Regions from separate parts of the Sus scrofa genome. Here region 2 is linked to region 1. The links are chromatin contacts, called in public HiChIP or PLAC-seq maps. All regions are on one chromosome and are shown on one strand. Each heading gives the region's core, a stretch centred on a gene start, on an enhancer-like site or on the middle of the called end of the contact. The rest is flanking DNA. Distances are from core to core; before and after follow the strand shown.

Region 1 (4,709 bases), core at 1,517-4,016:
CTGGGTGCGTTGCTTTTCCAGTAGGCTGGGAGTTCCCGGGCCTCTGTAACTTTGCTTTATCGATACCTGTTGCCACCCTGCAATACAGTTCATCCTGGGAACCCAGCCCACCCACTGTCTCCTGGGTGAAGCCTTCTCTGATCTACCCGGGGTCACCTGCTCTTTCTTCTGCTTTTCCAAATTTTGCTCCGTACCCTCTGACTGGCTCTTGGTTCATTCCACTCTGCTTGGGGCGAGCTGTGTAGCCTTAGTTTCCACCACCAGCCAGCACGCGCCTCGAGGGTGGGGACCCTGCCTTGTCTTTTTGTTTTGCTTCCTTCCGTTGCTCTGCACACGGCCCTCATTATAGTGTGGGTCTAATAGCTGCTTGTTCCGTGAAAAAGCAAATCCTAAAATTAGACAAAGGGCCGTGCTATCTTTAAATGATCATGGAAGGCCGAGGGAGCACTTCCTGCTCCTGAAAAGTTGTTCGGGACAACCAGAAATACTTCTTCGTTGTTTACAGCGGTGAAATAACTCCGTCGCATGGAGCAGAGCCTCTTAGTCATTGGAGAGTGGAGTCAGTGTAGCAGCTTTCAATAGTCATGGACTCTACATATTTGTGTACGTAGCTTGGTGAAAAAAAACACAACTATATATATATATATATGTATGTATGTCTCTATATGTCTGTATGTATTGTATATATAGAAATTCACACACACAGGCATACACATACATACCATTTTATTTTGTTGATTTACCTTCTTTTTTTGTTTGGTGTGGCCTCGAAACACAGGCCACCTGCTGTAATTTGTTCTAACGTGGGAGGGACTTATGGAGAGGAGGTTCGGTGTACACAACACCATGTGTGTGAAACACTGTGGACAAAGGGATTTTTCAAGAGTAATTTTGACACGATGTCCCTCTCATGTACTGACCTTAAAACACAACCCCAGTGTAACCCCGTCTCCAGTCTAGTACCTTAGAGCTTGAAAAGCACCTTCAGATCTGTTTCTCCCTGAATTCTCACCACCGCGCTCTAGCGTAAGTGACATCCCTGCTCTTCTGTCACGTTCCTGTTACAGATGATGCGCCCGGTCAGATGGCAGGTGGATGTTAGCTTCCCCAGCGCCACTCGGTTCAGGAAGTGACTGATCCCAAGCCCAGGTCTCCAGCAAAACCCAGGGTTCTTTGAACAGTGCCATGTCGCCTTCTGTGTGTTAGTGTCTATATCGCTCTGGCAATCTACCTATATAAGAACACTTTATTTAGAAAGAAAATATGGGAGCTCCCACTGTGGCTCGGTGGGTTCAGAACCCTATAAAGTGTCCATGAGGATGTGGGTTCAATCCCTGGCCTCATTCAGTGGGTTAAGAATCTGGCGTTGCCGCAAGCTGTGGAGTAGGTCCCAGGTGTGGCTCGGATCTGGTGTTGCCGTGGCTGTGGTGTAGGCTGGCAGCTACAGCTCTGATTTGACTCCTAGCCTGGGAGCCTCCATATGCCGCAGGTGTGGCCCTGAAAAGCAAAACAAACAAACAAATAAATTGGAAGGGAGAGAGGAAGGAAAGGAAGGAAGGAAAGGAGGGAGGGAGAAAATACGGCACAGCTAATTGCATTTTCAATTCTGCAAATTTTATTGCTGCGGTGGTTGTTTTCTTAAACCTTGAAACAATTATTGATAGGGATGCCTTTTAAGAAAACTGACATTCAGAAATCTGGAAGGTTAAAGCATAAGCCATTACAAGATTATTTATAGAATTCTATAGCATGTTCTTAAAACCATAAATTTCCTTACGTCACTGTAAATTTCCTCATCTACTCAAATATGTTTGCCGAATATTGACCTTGTTCTTCAGGGCCACATCCTGGGTAAAAAGTGCCTTGCCTTTTTTTTTTTAATTCCTACTCTCCCTGAAATCATCTTGGAGCGATTTTGCTGTAATACCTCTTACTTGTGGGGTTTTCCATTCTGGCTGAAGCATCAGCTGAAACCTGCCCAGAAGTCATGTCCAGGCCTCGGGCAGGTGCCCTGGAACCCAGGTTGCACTCTGCCCGTCTGCTCGTTGTCTCCTGCATGTTTATCTTGGATGCCTGAAGATCCAGTGGCCTGAGGGAGAACTAGCTTCTAAATCTGCCCCTAATCCCTTATCTGTGGTTTCAAAATCCAGAAGGCTCTGAAAACCAAATGTCTGTTGGGAGCTCAGCTGTTATTTAGACTGGGCCCTGTGGGACATCATTTGCTGGGGTGGGGGTGGGGGGACCTCCCCGAATCGAAACCTGTGGCTTTTAATGGTTTCTCCCTTTCCCGTGAAAGTTCTTCTGCTCTGTGTAGAGCTATTTTTGAGTGTCATTAAGGGCTGCTGCCAAACACCCTTCGGGGGGTATTGGGTCATAGGGGGTCTGCGCCCCCGCTTTTGTTCTGAGGTCAAAAGCCTGTCAGGCCCTGGGGGTTTGAACCGGGGAAGGGCTTGTGGACCAGTGGGACCCGGTGGCCAGGCTGGCCCGTGCCCAGCAGTTCCTGCTGAGACCATATCTGTGGACACTGGCCTCATGCTTGACTGGCGTTCAGGGGAAAGCTTGGCTTGTAGGCGGAAGGGGCCCCTGGGGGAGCCACGAGGCCCCTGTACCATAGTCATCTGTCACAGCGCCGCTAGGGCCGGCCAGCGGCCTACAGAGCAGGCAGCCAGATGTGCCGAGGATCGTCCGGCCAAGCAGAGTTCGGGGTGAGTCTTCTGACCACTGAGGTCACCCCGCCCTTCCCTCTGCAGGAATCTGCGTCTGCTCTTACAGGGCCTGGCTCTTGGCTTGTGAAGAGGAACAGGACGCTTCCCATCTGCTTCATATCTGCAGCTTAGAATCGTTGTAGTTTCTCATTCCGGCCCCTTTCACAGCCGAGGAACTCAGGGTTCGGTAGCCCCCCCAGGACACACAGCTCGCCATCTGCAGGGCCCGGCTCCTGCTCTCCCTTCTCGGCTGCCTTCAGAGGCCCCCAAGTCGGATGTCTGCCCTCCAGGACTCGCCTCTGCAAAACTCAGTCCAAGTGCAAAGGTGGCTCTTTTTCACATTCCTGGGACAGATCATTTAACCGCAGCGTGCCTTGGTTTTCCCTGCTCTAAAGCAGGCTTCCCAATCCTTGCCCGTGACACAGTCTGTGGGACTGTGCCTTGGGACCGCAGGACTCCCTGACCACATGGGGAAGTATTTCTGATTCCTCTGCACGCCACACCCAGACAGGTCTGTCTGGGGGTCCCCCGTATTTGGGGGGTTCACCTCCTGTCCTTCTCTCCACACCCTCCTTCTTGATCCTCAAGGGCAAAGCCTCTCTCGTCTTTGAGGATGTGTTGGCCCAGCTCACTCCTGAACATTAAGTGGTCGTTGGCGTTGACACAGCAGAGAGATGTATGCTTGTGGTTGGGGTGATGTGGGCTTGCTGACACTGACAACATGGCCTTGGCACGTATGCCAGCTCAGTCACGTGTGCCTGGGGGCACTGGCCAAGCTCTGTCTTTATGACACCAGAACAGCTGGGTATAGACTGAAAAAGAAGGCCACCAATGAGCCTCTTCTAACCTAAATCTAACAGGGTAGATGTCATTCCGTATCCAGATGAACATTCTTCTTTGAGACTCGGTAACTAGCGACAGTAACTGCGAGGCTGGCCGATTGTCTACAAACCAAGCGGCCTTTTGTTGCAACCATCCAGCACCGTGGTGGGGGGAGGTGGGTGGGAACGTGTCGCCTGCCGGGAACCTCTCCGTGACCCTTTGTCCTCGCATTCTGCCCTCCCAGTGTGCCTGGTCCCTTTCCCCTCCTTAGCGGTGGGCACTACCATTTGTCTGGCTCAGAGGTTTCCTCCACGCCAAAGAGACTCAGAGAGTCAAGATTTAGGGCCGGTTTGAAGAGGGAGGGGATGCGAGGGGGACGCAGGCATCTCTGCAGGGTTGCTGCGTGTCTCAAGGATCAAGGAAATAACATAAAGCTCTGAACAGAGGCTCCCGAATAGTTTGTTTGGGGATCTTAGCGACCAGCGTCTCGGTTACCAACTGCTTTGTTACAATTTGCTTTTCTTTAGCTAAACCTTCTCCCGTGGTTTTTAAAGCAAGTGAACGGGATGAAGTGTTTCTAAGGGTAATAATTCCACCTCCTGGTCCATGGCTAACAAGCAGAGGGTAGGCAGAGGGGCCGTGAGCCAAAGCATCTCTGACCAACTCTGCCAAAGAATCCGCTCGACACTCTGTCAGCTCCGCGTCTTGCCCTTCAGGCGGAATAAATGCGTTGCCGCCCTTGGAAGCGAAGTGCCCCATTTGGCCCAGGAATCGTCGTTAACCCTCTTTCTGGAGGAACGATGATGAATCTCATTGTGTTGAGCAAAGCCGTTTTGTGTGCTTTGAAACACCAACCTTGTCACTTTTGTGTTTCTGCACGAGGGACAACAAATCACTGTCTCATGCAAGAGAAAGACTGACTTTTGATTTGAGGGGAAACAAATAGAACAGTTGCTTATCTTTACAATTATTTTTCAAATCTTCAAGGCCAAACTTCCATACATAGATGTGATTCTGTTTGTTTGTTTGTAGAAAAGATAATCTTGGGAGTTCCCATTGTCGCTCAGTGGGTTAAGAAGCCGACTAGTGGAGTTCCCACTGTGGCTCGATGGTAATGAATCCAGCCATCATTCATGAGGACATGGGTTCAGTCCCTGCCCTCGCTCAGTGGGTGAAAGATCC
Region 2 (4,709 bases), core at 884-3,383, 65 kb after region 1:
CCTTAGGCGGCGAGAGAGAAGAGCGTTTCTTAATTATCCAAGTGCCTGATCTCAGTCTGTCACAATTGCTTCACTCTTTGCAGGACAAAAGCCAGGTTAGTCCTGGTCCTCGGTGGATTTGCCAGTGCCCAGCATGGCACCCAGGATAAGTTGATTCCAAATAAGTATTTATCGAGTAGATGATTGTGTTGATTTAGCGTTACTCACTCCGACTCTCATGACAGATGACATCATCAGAGAATCTCTGATCACATGTACAAAGCTACCGGTCAGATTAGTATTTTTTCGGTGGTAGAAGTTGGGAATGTTTTTGGCACAATTTTGGAAGACCAGTTCTTGTTTCCAAGTCCCATCATGAAGGAAAGATGTCATGGTAGCTTATCACACTCAGAGCTGAAATTTAACCATAAGAAAGATGGCCCCTTTCCCTCTCTTGTCCGTGGCAGAAATTTTATTGTGTCTGAAATTTAAATCGGCAAAAGCCGTTGGATGCCGCTGTAGCGTCATGTACGGAGCCACTGTATTTTCAGAACATGAAAGGTTTGGGGTGTGGGAGCAGGGGTCGAGAACAGAAGGGAAGAGAAGCTATGGTGGGTATCAGTGCATCTCCGCACAGATGCCCGAAGCCCTGAAAAATGTGCTGTCTTGTTAGGCACTCTCTCACAAGGTAGGACTTCCACCACTTTCAAAACAAAGACCATGCTTTTTCACTTGCTGTCCAGAGGAGACAGCTTCTTCGATATTCCCCACTGGTTATGTAAGGATGCTTCTCATAGTGAATATACAGTGTTACTCCTGGCTGCCCTTGTTCCTGCAAATGTCTTGTCTTCAAGCTCTGTTTTCTGTCCTTCACCCCGAGTCCTAGTAAATCCTCTTTAGCTCATGAGAGCGCTTGGCTCTCAAAAGGAAATGTCTCGTTTGTTTTCTGTCGACAACAATAACATTTTTTTTTCAAGCTTAACATGGTAATGCCAATGTATGAATGACAAATATCTTGAAAGAGCTGTGATGGGTGATACCCAAGTCTGTACATGAAAAACCAAAATGATTTCCAATTTTAATGTGTGGTGAGTTCTGAAATGTATTGAAGCTTATTACCAAAGTGTTTTTCCGCGCTTTCCTTCCTGCACTCATGTTTATTCTGCTTTGTTTCTGTGCCTCTCGTGCGTAGATTAAACAGGTCTGTGAGTCTTCTCAGTGCGTGCAAACTGAACAGATCAACACCCAGGTGAGGGGTCCTTAGATTGCCTTTGTAACCCTCGCTGCTGCTTCTGTCTTTCCCCCTCCCTTGTAGCGCGGTAGCTTAGAGGGTTTTATCCGATGCCTGCCGCGGATCAAGTCTTGTACCATATAACTCTGTATTAATAATGATTGACCTCTGTTGGATTTTTAGATGTTCTCCATCTCTGTTCTGTGGGTCCTCAAAACCCGTGTATTTGGGGGCTTCATAAACCACAGGTTGTCTTCATTAGGCGGCTCAGAGAGAACACGCAGTCAAGTAGCCTCAAACACGTGTTCCTTTAGACCCCTGAAGTTGTTCCCTCATCTGTAGAATGGGGATAATGATACTTTGGCAGGGGATTTGAGGTTTAAATTAAATGACCCGTGTAAGAGGCAAAGCTCTTGATGTATGTGCCCTGTTGCCGCCCACGTGTCTGTCATTGACACCCCTCAACCCTTCCAACCACCCTGTCAAATGTGACTTGTTAGCACGCTGGTCAGCCTTTGCTGTCATTGATGAACAGTCATGGGTTTTCAGCTCTTTAAGGGAGTTTTGTACAAGTCTCTAAATTGCCGTGAACTCGCCCTGAACTCCCACAGGGACGCCGTGGAGGTGACGCTCGGGGCTGCCAGCTGCCGGGGCACTGTGCCCAAGAGCTTTGTGCCGGCCGCGTGGCAGAGAGAGAGAGATCCCACGACGTGAAATTAGCTTGGTGTTTTTCGTCACTGGAAGATCTTGGGCTTTAAGCCCCAAAGGCTTCTGTCATTTTCAGACTTCAGTCCCAGGGCTCAGAAGTATGTTGCTCTCCTACGATCTGTAATTTCCTTGTCCTCAAATTGAGAGTTCTAAAAATGCACACTGTGACCTGAAGGCACGCCCGTGCAGATCCCAGCTGTCGGCTCAGGGCCTCCTCAGTTACCAGAGAGACGACACTGCAAGTGTCTTCAGAGCATCTCGAGTGTGGGTCACGTAGTTATGATCACCCGCTCACAAAGCCGGGTGGCTTTTCAAAAGCCGATACGCCGAGCCGTTTTTAAAAACACGCTACGTGATTGTTTACTGACCAATTGGAAGTTGCAGATTTAAAAGGACTGAAAGTTGGCCGAAGGAAGGGACAGCCGTGGAGGAAAAGAGAAGGAAGGGAAGGCAGCGGAGCCTCTGGGCTCTCACAGACTCTAAATCCATTTTTAAAATTTTTTTCCTTTTTTTATTTTAAAACTTTTATCGAAGTATATTTGATGTACAGTGTGGTGGTAGTGTCTGCTGTATAGCAAAGTGATTCAGTTGTTTATGGACACACATCCTTTCGCAGGTAGGTTATCCCGGAACCTTGGGTAGAGTTCCCTGTGCTGGACAGCAGGTCCCTGTGTACCACTGAGCATCCATTCCATGTCTCATAGTGTGCATATGCCAGTCCCCGGCTCCCAGTCCATCCCTCCCTACCTCCGCCCGTCCCCTTTGGTGACCGTAAGTTTGCTTTCGAAGTCTGTGAGTCTGTTTGTCTGTTATTTACTTGTGAGGACGGAGAGCTTTGGGGTCCAGCCCAGGGCCAGCCTCAGTCTTGCTGTCTCACGTTCCGGTTGAAATCCCTTTCTTTTACCACCCTCCCCCGGCGCTGGGCTCACTGGAGCCCCTGAGCTGCATCAGCTGGGTCCCTCCCCTGCAGCCCCAGCAGCCTTCACTAACCAGCCCCTCTGGGTTCTGCCTCCCCCAGGCTCCCCCGCCTCCTTTTCTCTGCCCCCTCAGATTCGCATGGCAGTTCCTCAGCTCGTGTCTAACAAAATTCCTCTTTCCCTGGGCCTCTCTCCCTTCTCATCGTCTCTTCTTCCTGGCGGGGAAATTTGCTCCCCGTCTGGGGCTCAGTGATACCCAGCTGACCGTGCAGGTCCCGAGCCACCTCCCGGATTACGGCGTGCGCTATCGCCCATCCCCACTTGGCTCTGTGCACCCGGACCAGACCTCCCCCCACAGCCCGGCCCTGGAGCAGCACTGCCTCCATCCCTGTCCTTCTTTCTCTCAGAACAGGTGCTGAATTACAGCATCTCGTGCCTCTTCCTGCAACGGGGTCCATGGGACTCTCCCATTCATTATTGTTTCATTTAGTCCATCCTCTCATTGAATAAATATTTATCCTGCTCCTATCCTGGGCTCTGCAAAGACACATATCCCTCTAATAAGAAGGATAACTGAGACAGGATCGCAAGAAACATACGGCCTAATGAGGATGCTAAAGAACGCTTTATACTGTAATACACTCCCAGGCTTCAAGAGCAAACCGTCAACCTGCAAACCCTGGCCTGGCCGATGGCCCCTCCTGTCTGTGAATTACCTGTGCGTGGGGTATCTGTTTTCCTAGGACACCCTCTTCCCTACCGTGTCATTGTGACACATTCAAGCCGTTCATTTGAGCTCTGCCGGAAAGTCACGATCTGCAGGAAGCCTTTCCCAGATGTCCACAGTAGTCCCTCTGGTCACACAGAAGGAAGGAAGAGCTGGCATGGGTACCACCTCTCAGCTGGCCTCCTGCAGGGCGTGGAATGTGTCCAGTGTTACATGTGGCACCCTATGTTTGTCCCACGTGGGCCTTTAAACCAGAGTTCTTCAGTAGCAGCAGCACTAGTGCCATGGCGGGCTGGATCGTTCATGGTCTCAGCGCTGTCATGGGCACTGTAGGGTGTTTAGCAGCATCTGTGGCCTCTACCCATTAGATGCCAGTAGCAACCCTCTCCCCCTAGTGTGATAAGCAAAAGGTCTCCAGAAATTGCCAGGTGTCCCTGGAGGGGCAGGGTGACCCCCTAGTGCAGCTCCACCAGTCTAACTGAAGCCTGCGCAGGGGCGGGGGTCACCTCCCACTAAGTCCCTGGAGAGTTCTCGCAGAGGGGTCGGGGAGCTTATGTTTCCGCTTCCTCGATGACCTTGAACTGCACGAATTGCCCCGGCTCCAAAGGCAGTGCGTAGAGGCATCGATCTCAAGGTGACATCCTGAAAGGTCTTTTGATCTCTGTAGTGGGGAATTTAGAACCAGTGTATCTTTCAAATGTCCACATGGAAATAGGACGTTCTGTGAAAACAGACGCTCAGCAATAAAATACAATCACTCCACGAAGGGTTTCACTGTCACTTATGTTGTGCTTTTAGCACCATCAAGAGGACCAGCTCTTCTGAACGGGTGTCTCCTGGCGGGCGACGGGAGAGCTATGGCGATTCCAAAGGGAACCGGAATCGCACGGGATCCACTAGCAGTTCTTCTAGTGGCAAGAAGAACAGTGAAAGGTAAGAGGCGTCTTATCCACTGGTTCCTGCTCTTCAGGTGCGGGGTGACCCCTTTGCCCCAGAGATGAATCGGAAGACCCTCTGATATGCACACACGCTGGGAACCCTCTGTGATACGTAGGTCTTCTCCCCAGGTCATTGTGGGCACCCATCAGTCAGCTGTTGGTCACAGCTCATCCCAGCTTGTGCAAAACCATAGTGCAAACCTATGGCT

What was found. HiChIP or PLAC-seq counts read pairs in DNA pulled down with a chosen protein or histone mark.
Region 2: a contact with region 1 is called in an H3K27ac HiChIP or PLAC-seq map of skeletal muscle. The contact joins two enhancer-like sites. A contact is called at or near these places in 8 of 47 Hi-C or Micro-C datasets (adipocytes, embryonic fibroblasts, epiblast stem cells and 4 more) and 1 of 2 datasets of contacts at active chromatin or transcription factors (skeletal muscle).

Annotation. Positions count from the first base shown.
Region 1 is chr7:120,767,710-120,772,418 of Sscrofa11.1, forward strand. The region is part of intron 1 of EML1 (echinoderm microtubule-associated protein-like 1); the gene reads left to right. Among named protein-coding and RNA genes, the nearest start is that of EML1, 67 kb to the left of the region's middle. Within about 2 kb of position 2,767, at least 30 of the 83 cell types and tissues checked have an H3K27ac peak or open chromatin away from gene starts, as enhancers often do. A contact at or near this core is called in skeletal muscle, where this site is marked.
Region 2 is chr7:120,833,323-120,838,031 of Sscrofa11.1, forward strand. It overlaps EML1 (echinoderm microtubule-associated protein-like 1), which reads left to right. Exons shown (of 23, transcript XM_021099697.1): 4 at 4,361-4,495. Among named protein-coding and RNA genes, the nearest start is that of EML1, 130 kb to the left of the region's middle. Within about 2 kb of position 2,134, at least 8 of the 83 cell types and tissues checked have an H3K27ac peak or open chromatin away from gene starts, as enhancers often do. A contact at or near this core is called in skeletal muscle, where this site is marked.